Regions from separate parts of the Mus musculus genome. Here region 1 is linked to region 2. Evidence: chromatin contacts called from public promoter capture Hi-C data. All regions are on one chromosome and are shown on one strand. Each heading gives the region's core, a stretch centred on a gene start, on an enhancer-like site or on the middle of the called end of the contact. The rest is flanking DNA. Distances are from core to core; before and after follow the strand shown.

Region 1 (5,475 bases), core at 11-2,510, 170 kb after region 2:
TTAGTTTTTTATTTTCCTCTATTTGCTTCAAAAATATCATCTTAGCTTGGAGTTTATATGATTTGATAAAAAATAAATTACATTTCCTTAAAAAAACTAAGTAACTTCAATATAAAATATATTAGCTTACTTAGATGTATTAATTTATACTTAGATATCTAATCATTGATAGCCATTTAAATTAATTTGAATTTAATATATATATTTAATTCATATATATCTGTATATATATGTACACATATATACATGTATATACATATATACATATATATATATGTATATATATATATATATATATACATATATATATGCACACACATGTACACGCACACGGGCAGTTAAAACATTGTCAATAAACTCATTCCAAAGAGATAAATAAGCCACCTAGCTCATAGATAAAATCATTACCATGAATTTTTTTCCTATTCATGAAAGTTCTTTGTTCTTAACCAAAATGAATTTTCTTTAAAAAGAAATCAATAAACATTAAAAGATTGACAAAGTGAGTCAGATTAGGGGATCCCTGGAAGAATAAATGACTGGAAGATACACCCAGGCTTTCAGACCTAGCATATAGGCAGGAAAAGGAGTGAGATGAATTGTCTTGGGAGTAAGGTAACGCCTCCTACTCCAGCCCACCTGGCTTTGATCTCCCTTACCCAAGCACAGCCCTTGTGGCTCTGCACACTAGAGGGAGGCAGAGATAGCGTGTGCAGACCAGGTGACCAGGCCTTGGGGACCTTTCCTTGCCACAGCTGCTTCTGAGTATCAGAAGATTTAAAACAACAGAGAGGAGGGGAAGGAAGAGGAAGAGGAGGAAAGACAAAGAATGAATAACCAGGCCCTGCAGAAAAGCCATTCATAAACTTTTATTTCAGCAAGCTTAATTCCTGAATTAAATACCCTTCTCACCTCCGGTTTTGACTTTTAACATTTTGCTAGACACCTATAGAAAAGTTGTCATTTGCAAGGCACGGCATGTGCTGCTGGCATGCTACCACAGAGGATAAAACAAATAAGACAAGCTGTGTGATCTAAAGGTTATGTAAACAGCTTTCTTTTTATAAGTCTATAGAGAAAGTCTGTTTAATTTACCAAGATGTCTAATATCTGTTCGGGGCTTAGTAAATGAATGAAAGAGGAAAGAATGTCAAAATGGATTGAGAAATTTGGCAAACGCAGGTCAGGTTCAAGGATTGAGTCACATGCAAGTCACCAAACTGGCATCATGCTTACAGTCCCAATAAATAAGTAACAGAATGCAACTGTGTGTTTAAAGAGCTCCAACGTGTCCTTGCCAGTAAATGGAGGTCACGGGGCTCTTAGTCTCACAGCTGTGGACATGGGAGGGAGCAGGGCATTTATTGTTCCTTTATTCAGCATCTGAGAACTCCCTTAGTCTGCACCATAAAACTGATTGTCATTTGTTTCAGCAGTCCTAGCCTGGCTCTACTCAGAAAAGAAAATCCAGGCTAATTTGCATGTTTAATAGTATTTTTTTCTATCACCAATTTTGTCATGCCTACATCCTCCTGGTGAATTTATTCTCCAGATTTCCATTAAATCCCACAAATTGGCTCCTGACCTAATAATTTTCATAGTGGTTATTATTTTTTCTTTGAGGAGGGGTGTGTGTTGTGACTTCTTACATATTCTGAGGCACACAGCTCTGATATACTAGTGACAGAAATGAACACTTTTAAAGCCAGTGGCCCACACCCAACTCCCTATTTGTATCGTTTCTGGGTAGATGACAACGGTTATTTTACATCTTTAGATTTGCTGGTCTCTTATTTGTGTGACTGGAACCGGGAAACCCCACCTTCCTGTGAAACTCTTAGATCATTTGTCAATAGTTTCTCAGTGAGGGGTAGGACTTTATGTCTACCTCCCTTTGTGATGCTGGATTTTGTCTGGCTTGATGGTTCATGGGTCTTATACATGTTAGAACTCCTGTGGGTACATACGCATAACTTCCCCGTTGTATCTCAAAAACATGGTTGTCTGTGGTAATCCACCCCCTGAGGTGGTGTCACTATAGTCTCTGTAGTCATTGGTATCCTCTGCAATGGCTCCTGAGCCACTGAGGAGGGTGTATGACATTGATGTGTCACTTAGGGCTAGGTATTCCATAGTAACTTGCTTTCTAGGTCTTAGTTTACCCTCAACAGCTTCAAATGGAAGCTTCTCTGACAAAAGTTGAGAGAAGAGCTGAATCAGTCTCTGGGCATACATTATTAGGACTCAGGTTAGCACTGTCTCTCACTAGCAGAGTAACAGGACTAAGCTCTCCCCTAGGACCTAGGACCTATCCAGTCACAAGTTCTTTCCCAGTCAGTGTCCTAGGTTGGATTCTATCTTGTGAACTGGGCCTTGAATCCATTCAGAAAGTGGCTGTTTATCCTCGTGACATTTTTGCTAATATAGCAATGGATATCTGATCTGATATGTTGATTTTCACTGTGCTCACAGCGAGATGTGACTGGTAATTCCTGTTCCCCTCTGGTACCATGCAACAATGTGAAGGCTCAGCACTAAAGCTGAAGTTTCCATATCAACCCCAACTTCATTTCTTCATGTTCTATGACTCAAACATGCAGTGTCTTCAACATCAGGGTCTAACCATCAATTCTAGAGGGGAATGAGGAGCAAGATCAGTAACTTGGAATTTGGGGGGAAGTGGTCTATGGGACCTCACTGGCCAACAATTCCAAAAGAGGTAACCCAATTCTGACACTGGGATTTTTCTTTAATTTAAATCTATAGTTTCTAGTACACTGATGGTAGCTCCCTACATTATAGGCTAACTCCATTTTGCAGTCCCCCATATATAATATAAATCACCAATCATATCTAGCAGTATGAGCCCAGTGGGGGGGGGGGATATGTGTGTGTGTGTGTGTGTGGTGTGTAGAATACATATATAGATGTAGAAGACATAAAATATATATTGTATAGGATATATATAATTATACAGATAGAATATATTATAGGATATATATTTATGTATAGGATGTATATTTATGTAGGGTATATAAATTTTATAGGATATATACATTATTCTGTACAATGTATTCTGTAGAATATATATATATATATATATTAGAATTGTGTGTGTGTGTTCTAAATCTCATATGACTTTTTCAGAAGTCTCCAATGTTAATTATCCACCAGGTGTTCTCTCTACCTGTCCCCTCCTGCCCTTGCCCCATCTATCCCTTCTTGTTCTATGGTTCACTTTATATCACAGCATCCCATCTTCTCTCCTTCAAAAGCACCTTTCCCTGTGGCTCTTCACTAGTTTCCTGAGTGTCACAGGGATTCTGAACAGGACATGTTTGTGTAAAGATTCAAAGCTAACTTCCACAAACGAAATACAATATGGTACATTTGTTGTTTTAGCTTAGTCCCTTCTCTCACGATGCTTATTTCCATTACGGCCATTTACTTGAGAACTTGTTAATTTAATTTTTAACAGCTGAAATCTACCACAGTTTTATTATCCATTCATACATTAATTGAAATTTAGACTGTTTCTATTCCCTGGTCATTGTAGATATAGATAGATGACATGGTAAATAAATTTCTGCCATTTGAGGAACCTCCACTCTGACCTCTATAGTAACAGAACTATTTTTCTCTCCAACTAGCATTGAATAAGTGTTCCCCTTTCCCCTGTGTGCAGCAGTTGTATATATTTCAGTTTTGAAATGGGCTGTAAATAGTCTCATCCCCTCACACACAATCTAACACAGCACAATATACTCACAAAATTGTCACAAAATCATCATGACATGTTTTTGTATTTTCTTACCTCAATTATCATATAATTAATATTAAAAGGGCATATAAAGGATGCTTGCTGACTGTCTTGGGCTTTAATCTTAATATCATTATATAATTTTGGTAACCCAGAACTTTATTCTTTGGCTTGAATTTGTGTTTGTCTAGTTTGTTTGTTTCCCAGTTGTATGTTCATGTGGAGGGGCATACACATGCCACAGTGGTGGTCAGAAGACAATCTTAGATATCAGTCTTTGCCTTCTACCTTGTTTGAGAAAGTGTAATTTGCTCTACTCTGCTGCATGCTAATATTAAGCTGTCAAATGCTCTCTAGGAAAGACTGTGGCATGCAAGTGAGTTTTCTGGAGATGGCTCACCATGTTGAATGGCTGCAATAAGTGAGCACAGAGAATGCAGGGTCCTTAGAGACTTCATCTCAGGACTGCTTGTACCTGCTGATATGCCTTTCCTGCCATTATTACATATCCCAAAGACTCCTGATCATCAGCCCACCCGATTGCATAAATTTCCTGCAGATCAACATGAAGATGAACTTTCATGAATTGATGCTATTTAGATGAATTAATTACTTTATAGCATTCCTGATTTGATTCAAAGAATTTTAAGAAGGAGGTTTAAGGAAATGGTTTTAGTAGTTCTGACAGAAAGATGTAATAAAGTTGGAATCAAGAATAGAACATATCCCCCTTCTCACAGAATAATAAGTAAAAATGCATAATAAGGAATACCATGAGCTTTCATCAATTTCACTAAGAAAATAAATAGGCTTGGGACAAATTTGTGATCAAGAAAAAAAGATTCATTCTAGGTCAGGTCCAAGGATGAGGCCACAGGTGTGCACTATTATAAATCAACGCCTTGTGAAACTTTTGCTTTGAACTTATAATGAGCTTATAGAACAAAACACTGATTTGAACTTAATATCTTCTGTAACTCCTCCTTTGCATAACATTTTATCTATGAGGTAATTTTATAATGAACTTTTGTCTTAGAAGGTATAAAATGGCCCAAGGGAAGAAATAAAGTGTGTCTTTTGGAACTCAGCCCCATCCACCAAATGTATATATGTATATGTCTGTTCGTCAATTTGTATGTACATACATGCATTAGTAGGTATATATGTATGTATTTAAGTATGTATGAACACTTGTAGAATTGTGGAGCTTGGTGGTTGCCCCTACCAAAGCCTCTGTGTTTGCATGTGCCTATATGTGTGCCTATATGTGTATGCCTATATGTGTATGCCTATATGTGTGCCTATATGTGTGCCTATATGTGTGTGCCTATATGTGTGCCTATATGTGTGCCTATATGTGTGTGCCTATATGTGTGCCTATATGTGTGTGCCTATATGATGTGTGCTTGAAGTCTCCTTTTCTCCCTTTTCTTTTTTCTCTAGCTTACGAAGAATTAACAAACTCCAAGCCACTTGCCTGTCCTGACCTTCAAGGGGCCCTTGGACCAGACAGAAAAAAGCTCTGAGTTACAAAACCCTTTATCTTAGAAGAATTGCCAAAGAGTAAACAGCTTCTGGCCACTCAATCATTGACAGAAGTGTTGCTAAGGGTAAAAAAGCTCTGGCCCCGATTTATCTATCAATGACTGAATGACTTCATACCCCTCTGCTGCCTTTCTCTCTGACTCCACACCCCTTCTCTGCCTTCCTCGGGA
Region 2 (6,295 bases), core at 3,286-5,785:
GAACTGTTGGAGCTGGGGTCTAATAGAAGAACACTAAGTTACTGACAACAGCCTAAAGAGGATCCTGCAAACCATCCATTTGCTTTCTCTCTCCCTCTCTGCCCCTTCCTCTACCCATCTACCCCACTTTCTGCCTTCTGGAAAAAAATGGAATTTTCTCCACAATACTTCATGCAATAATTTTCCACTTTAACTGAAGCCAAGAGAATTGGTACGAAGAAGCCCTGAACTGAATCCTGTAAAGCCACTGTCAAAAGGAGTCTTTCCTACTCTGAGTAGTTTATGTGTCAGTGAGGTAACCTACAGTATGGACGGCGCATAAGTGACACAGGGCACTGCCTCACTGAGCTAGTGCTGAACTGTGCTCAGCGTCATGGAATTCTTTGACCCAGTATTTATTTTGTATTCGCTGATGACCAGTGTTCTTGTGTGCCTTTGAACGAGGCTCAAAATATGATTAAATCTCTGTGCCAATTGTTATCAGAAAGAAAAGACTTTAATTTTCCCAATACCGGTTTGCCAGTACCAACCCATCAGTTCTGGCAAATCTCCTTCTATACTCAGAAGCGAAAATGCCAAAAATTATGTCCAACACATCGGCTGTCTTGTATGTGGGGATGATAACCAGCAAATCCACTCTTGCTGGTCCCCACCTCCTCAATATACTGGATTTTCAAAGAGCCTTGTATGTTTGCTGATGAAGGTGATAGAGGTAGGAAGTTTTGCAAAGCATCTCAAGTCAGAATCAACTCTCTTATGTTTTATGATATAGGACTCCACAGCTTCATCAAAGCTTTGGTTCAAATAACTGAATATATCCAAAGAACTAGCTTGACTAAATTTCTCAGGCTGTCAAAAAGTTTGCAAGCAGAATTATCTTTTAGAGATGTACAATCTTTCACTGGACAGGTAAAAATACAAATAGGGTTCTTTGACGTTTTTGTAAGACTGTCATTTTGCACACTGTTAGGGTCCAAATTAGTTATATCCAATGTAGACAAAACTGTAATGCCAACCACTGCAGATTTGGTCTATTTAGATTTAGTCAAAATCAGCCACTGCATCAGGGAAGTCTATACATTTGCATTTGGAGGCAACTCCTCTGCTGTAAGCAAAATAAAAGTTGAGCAGAGGAACCCAAATGAGGTGCTAGTGGACGTTCCTACTGCCCAGACACAATCCGTAATCAGTGTTGTGAAACCAGCCACTCCAGGCTGTCGGCGAAGCACGTGTCTAAGCAGCAGAAGGGAGCTAAGTGCTCTGTGCAAAGTGGAAGACTGGAAAGGCTACTGGTGATACAAGGGGCTGGTACACACCCTCAGGCCCTCCGGAATGAAGAAAATCAATCTGTGCTCACAAACACACAGAAAATTAAAACAAAAAACAATAACAAACTCTACAGCCAGGAGAGCATAGTCAGGGCTCTGCATATAAAACAAACTGCAGCCTGGACTTGCGCAATTCCAAACAAGTACATGACCTCATACATGTGATCTCTCCTAAGCTTGAAAACCAAACCAAACCAAAATGAAAAATCTTAGGACTCAAAAAGCTGTGGTTATCCTATAACCACTCATTTCCCTCCCTGATGTGCACACTTGTACTAAAGAATTGTATTTCAAGCAATATGAAAGAACAGAGACACCTCATATGTGCTTTGACAAAGGAACCTAGAAGGTCCACAGACTACTCATAGAACTATACGGGAATTAGATGGCTAAGCCATAGTATCAGCAGTCAGTAGCAGAGTGTAGCCACACTCTCACCGACTTAGAGTGGCTATTATGCAACTACTAAAATCAGCGTGTAACAAAGAATGGAGGCAAACCAACTGGCAGTGTTAAACCAAACAAGCACTCCACACTGGAGCACAGCATTGAAAGGCCTCACCAAAGCAACCCCTTGAGAATATGCAGCTAATAGAAACAAAATCCGTGTGTTAAGGACACACCTGCATACCAGAGCTTCCTGCAGCATATTTACAGCATTGTTGCATTAGGCCACAGAGAACAACGAAACTCTGACATTTACATTAAGCTAAATGAAATTCAGGAAAAGAGCCGATGCCTTGCACTCTTGATTCCTTTGCCAGCTAAAAACTGTGAGTCAGAGAGCAGAATAGTGATCATGCGGGATTAGATAACGTATGGGGGTGGATGAGGAAATACACTGAGATTCACTAGTGTGTATAACTAATGTGTTAATAAAATCAAAAACGGTTAGAGTGGGAGGATAGCTCAGTGGTAAACCACTGGCCTTGTAAGTTACAAGACCTAAGGTTGTATCTCCAAATCCACTGGGAGTGGTTATGTGTGCTTGTAGCTAAAACAAGACATGGGACGGCCCCTTCTGAGTTGTTACTCAAGGACTACACGAGATTCTAAAAACATTAAGTGACTGCTATTGGCCTTGGCTGGCCCCTAAAGGTGTAAGGAAAATCCTTAATGTTAAAGACACCAACCATGCAGCTTAGATGCAGAGCCCAGAGGCTTCTGAGCTAGAATTGGCCAGATGGCTCCTTCCCTTGGGACTAACTTTTGTGGGACCAAAAGGTAGTATGCAAGCTTCCAAAGAAGAGGAAGCAATGACCAGTCCTATCCAGCTATGACACCCAGGAACCATAACTGCTATCACAACATAGTAACTCTCAGCATGGGTGTTAATACTAGCATCCATGCCTTTGAGGTAGCCAGTAACTCTCTAATTAGACTTAAGACCTCATCAATAAGAGGGAATTCATACCTGGTACTGGAAATCTAGCCTGGGGCTAGTGAAGTTATGGGCATTAGAGGAGAAGTTACAATGGCTATGTTACTAATCTCATAATCCCTAACTAGACCTGCAATATTTGTCCTTGCCTACAGAGTTCCTCATCAAGGAACAGAAGAACATTGCAAAAAAAAAAAAAAAAAATGATAACCAATGGAAATGGAGACCAGTTCCAACTGGTACATCAACAACAAAGCCCCTGCACTGAGGCTCAGGGATGGTTGGGGAATAGGAGTCAGAGAGTTTACTGTGAGATTGGGTCTCCTAGCATTGCCAGAAGCTACGTACGTAACGTCTCACCAACATGGCTTCCACATAAGCTGAATGAAGACACTGGTAGAAAAGCTGATGTCTACAGATGGAAAGCTCACGAGGCCTCAACCCAAGACAAAGCACAAAAGGCAGCTAAGGAATGCTGAGAGAGGGAGAAATAGCCTTCTCCAGGGGAGAGCACACCAATTGGTTACCCAATAACAAATGGCCAGCTCTGAAAACTTGACATGCAAGTAGCACTATTTAGACTGAGCTGCTTATGTATATGTATCAATATATACATATATTAATACACGTTAATTCATCACTAATATATTTTACTATCATTATCACATTAATAGCTTTATTGTTGCATTAATATTGTATTATATAATCCATTTATAATATTAAGTTTAAATATTACATATTATAGTCATGGATTTATATAATATATAACATTAATACAATATATTATTATGTATAATTATATACTATCATATCCTATTTTATTTATATAATAATATATTATGTATAATGATTAATATACTATGTATAATATAATGCAACAACACTTAATAAAATTAGCTGTGAATTTGAAAGAGAGCAAGGAGGCATATTAAAAAGGTTGAATGGGAGGAGAGGAGAAAGAAAATGGTAGAATTGTATTATATTGCAACCTCAAAATTTTAAAAAGTCAACAAATACAGTATATAAAATTCTCAAAGAATAAAATAGATGGGAAAAACATTCAAGGAAATGTCTAAGTTTAAAATCCCAGGCCAAACAGAAAAGAATGTAAGAAAAACGCACAGAAGACCCTCTTGTCCGAGGACTTGGCATCCCTTGGATTGTGCAAATGGGTGGCAGATGTTTGAAAGCCTTCCAGCATCAGAAACAGCCTGCCTTGAAAGGCAACAAAACCAGAGGGGCAAACACACAGAAAGCTCATGGGGAAGTCTGAGGCAGAACTGCGGCTGCTCGTCCAGAGAGAGAAGAATTACAGGTGAGAACGAAGGAAGAAGAAGCAGAGCTGAGTCCAAGGATGGAAGGTCCGGGGCTGAGATAAAGACTGAGGAGCACGGAACTGGTCCAGAGCAGGACTGAGACTCTGGGCCGAGGCCCGTGCAGCAGGGCTGAGACTCTGGGCCGAGGCCCACATTTCCAGTGGAGGTTCAGAGGACGATGTGTCAGTCAAGCCTGAGCACAGCCTGGTGGAATTTGCTTTATGAGACAGTGCGTGCACTTGCATCACGCTGATGAAACCTTTGTTTCTTTCCACTTCCTTGTTTGCTTTGTTTTGTTTGTTTGCTTGCTTGCTTGCTTGCTTGCTTTATGAAGTTTTCCTTTCTCTCTCCCTATCTTAGCTTGGAATAAATGACACTGGTTTCCATGATGTCAAAGGTCCATAGGAGAAGGATTTTATTCTGGAACTTGAGTTCTTTCTTTTGAGGGGATGTAGACTAAGGGTTGAGGTTGGAAGGGCTGGTATTTGAAATACTGGGATCTGGTGAGTGTATGTGGGGTTGGTACGATCAAGGACAGGCTATTACCTCATTATCTAACATTCCTGAAGAGAAGCCCTGGCTTCTAGTTTTTTGTTTGTTTGGTTGGTTTTTTTTTTTGTTTGTTTGTTTTGTTTTGGTTTTTTTACCATGTGACATTATTGGGAAACAAAGTACATTACTAAACTTTCAGTTTCAAAAACAACCCAATCAATAATCGACTTAAAACTACAGGGCACATATTTTGCTATTAATGGTTTAAGCTATTTTGGGCCCTGATCAGTTTGCTCTGTGGTTGGGCTTGTGACAGGACAAGTGTGCATACTTCCTCACTGGGGAAGTAAAGGCAGGAGGAGGATGGGGCCTAGACCTCACCATCTCCTTAAGGGCCTGTCTCCTATACCCAAGCTCCTCCCGCTAACCCACACATCCTAAAGCTTCCCCCGCCCCTTGAAGAGCTGAGTCAGAGCAATGCACGTCCCACAAGCAACTCTGAAGGGTGCTCTAGATCCACACTCTTATACTGAGTAGACTGGCTCCCAAGCAGGCATGAAGGGTGCCGTTGTAGGAATGTACCCACGGGATATAGAGAGATGTCATGGGAAGACTGGTGTTGTATTACCACAAGAGAAGCAAAGCCTGGGTCAGGCCAGTCCGGAAGAGAGAAGAAGAGACAGCCCAGCCTACACCTTATTTCACACTTCGAGGTTCTAAAATGGAATGAGAATAATTTTGAGTTGGTCTAAGCCACCCACATGGTGGGGCTTTGTCAGGGCAGCACTAGGAATGCTTACAAGGATGCATCCCATACCAGGCCCGCTTGGCACACTGTACCGATTAGGTCAAGCCTGACAACTGCTCCAGTCCCCGTTAAGAACTCAAGGAATGGGGACTCCCACAGGTCATATGACTCTCCCATGCTCTGCAAAGCCAGTGGACATTAAGGATCCTTCATGGCCTTAATCCCCCTCTGTCTTTTTTGTTTGTTTGTTTTAAAGAGAATCTAAAGTGTTATGTGTCTCTGAGTTGCTTAAATTTATCAGATCCTGACAAACTTCTACAGTGTATAACCCAGGTTATCTGTGTCTACTAATGGGATAAAGAAATAGAGATAAACTTTTTGATGGTAACTAGATTTGTAAACTTGGGTTGGCAGAATGAAGAGCAAATGTAAAACAACCCAGTGCATCAGAGTAGAAATTAGTTTGTTGCCATGTGCCAATTGAAGCGTATACTACAACTATAAAAAGAAATCTGCACATACCCAACATAAAACAACAACAACAATAACAATAACAAAAGTAACCTCCGGCTTCGGAGATGCTTCAGTGAGTGAGAGTGCTTGATCTGCAGTCAGAAAGACCTGAGTTCAAATCCATGGCATTCATGTTTAAAACCAGATAAAACTGTGTGCCTGCAACATGATGATTATTTAAAAGGTGGGTCCAGGAGGAGGGTCCGGAGAGGTTGCTGGACAGCCAGCCAGGTCGAAATGCCAAACTTAAGGGTTCAGTGAGAGACTGTTTCATTTACTAATTAAAGGCAGGTGAGATCATGGGAGAAAACACCCTTAAACTCTGCCCTTGTCTCTATAGATATCAATATGAATGTGGACGTGCACACACATGCATGCTGAAAACATTCCACACCACACACAAATCTGTGTGCATAAACAGACACAAACATAGGCACAGACACAGAGACATGGACACACACACACACACACACACACACACACACACACAGTCTTAGCTGTTAAAATCTAAAACATT

Evidence for each region. Promoter capture Hi-C pulls out the DNA fragments that hold promoters and counts their contacts.
Region 1: a contact with region 2 is called in a promoter capture Hi-C map of liver, with 5 times the contacts expected there. The contact joins two enhancer-like sites. A contact is called at or near these places in 3 of 39 promoter capture datasets (hippocampal neurons and liver), 8 of 484 Hi-C or Micro-C datasets (brain, cerebral cortex and liver), 3 of 115 datasets of contacts at active chromatin or transcription factors (kidney and liver) and 1 of 9 other capture datasets (adipose tissue).

What each region holds. Positions count from the first base shown.
Region 1 is chr10:125,489,306-125,494,780 of GRCm38.p6, forward strand. No RefSeq gene overlaps it. Among named protein-coding and RNA genes, the nearest start is that of Gm40795, 75 kb to the right of the region's middle. Within about 2 kb of position 1,261, at least 16 of the 459 cell types and tissues checked have an H3K27ac peak or open chromatin away from gene starts, as enhancers often do. A contact at or near this core is called in liver, where this site is marked.
Region 2 is chr10:125,320,431-125,326,725 of GRCm38.p6, forward strand. It overlaps a transcript of Slc16a7 not described here. Among named protein-coding and RNA genes, the nearest start is that of Slc16a7, 15 kb to the left of the region's middle. Within about 2 kb of position 4,536, at least 38 of the 459 cell types and tissues checked have an H3K27ac peak or open chromatin away from gene starts, as enhancers often do. A contact at or near this core is called in liver, where this site is marked.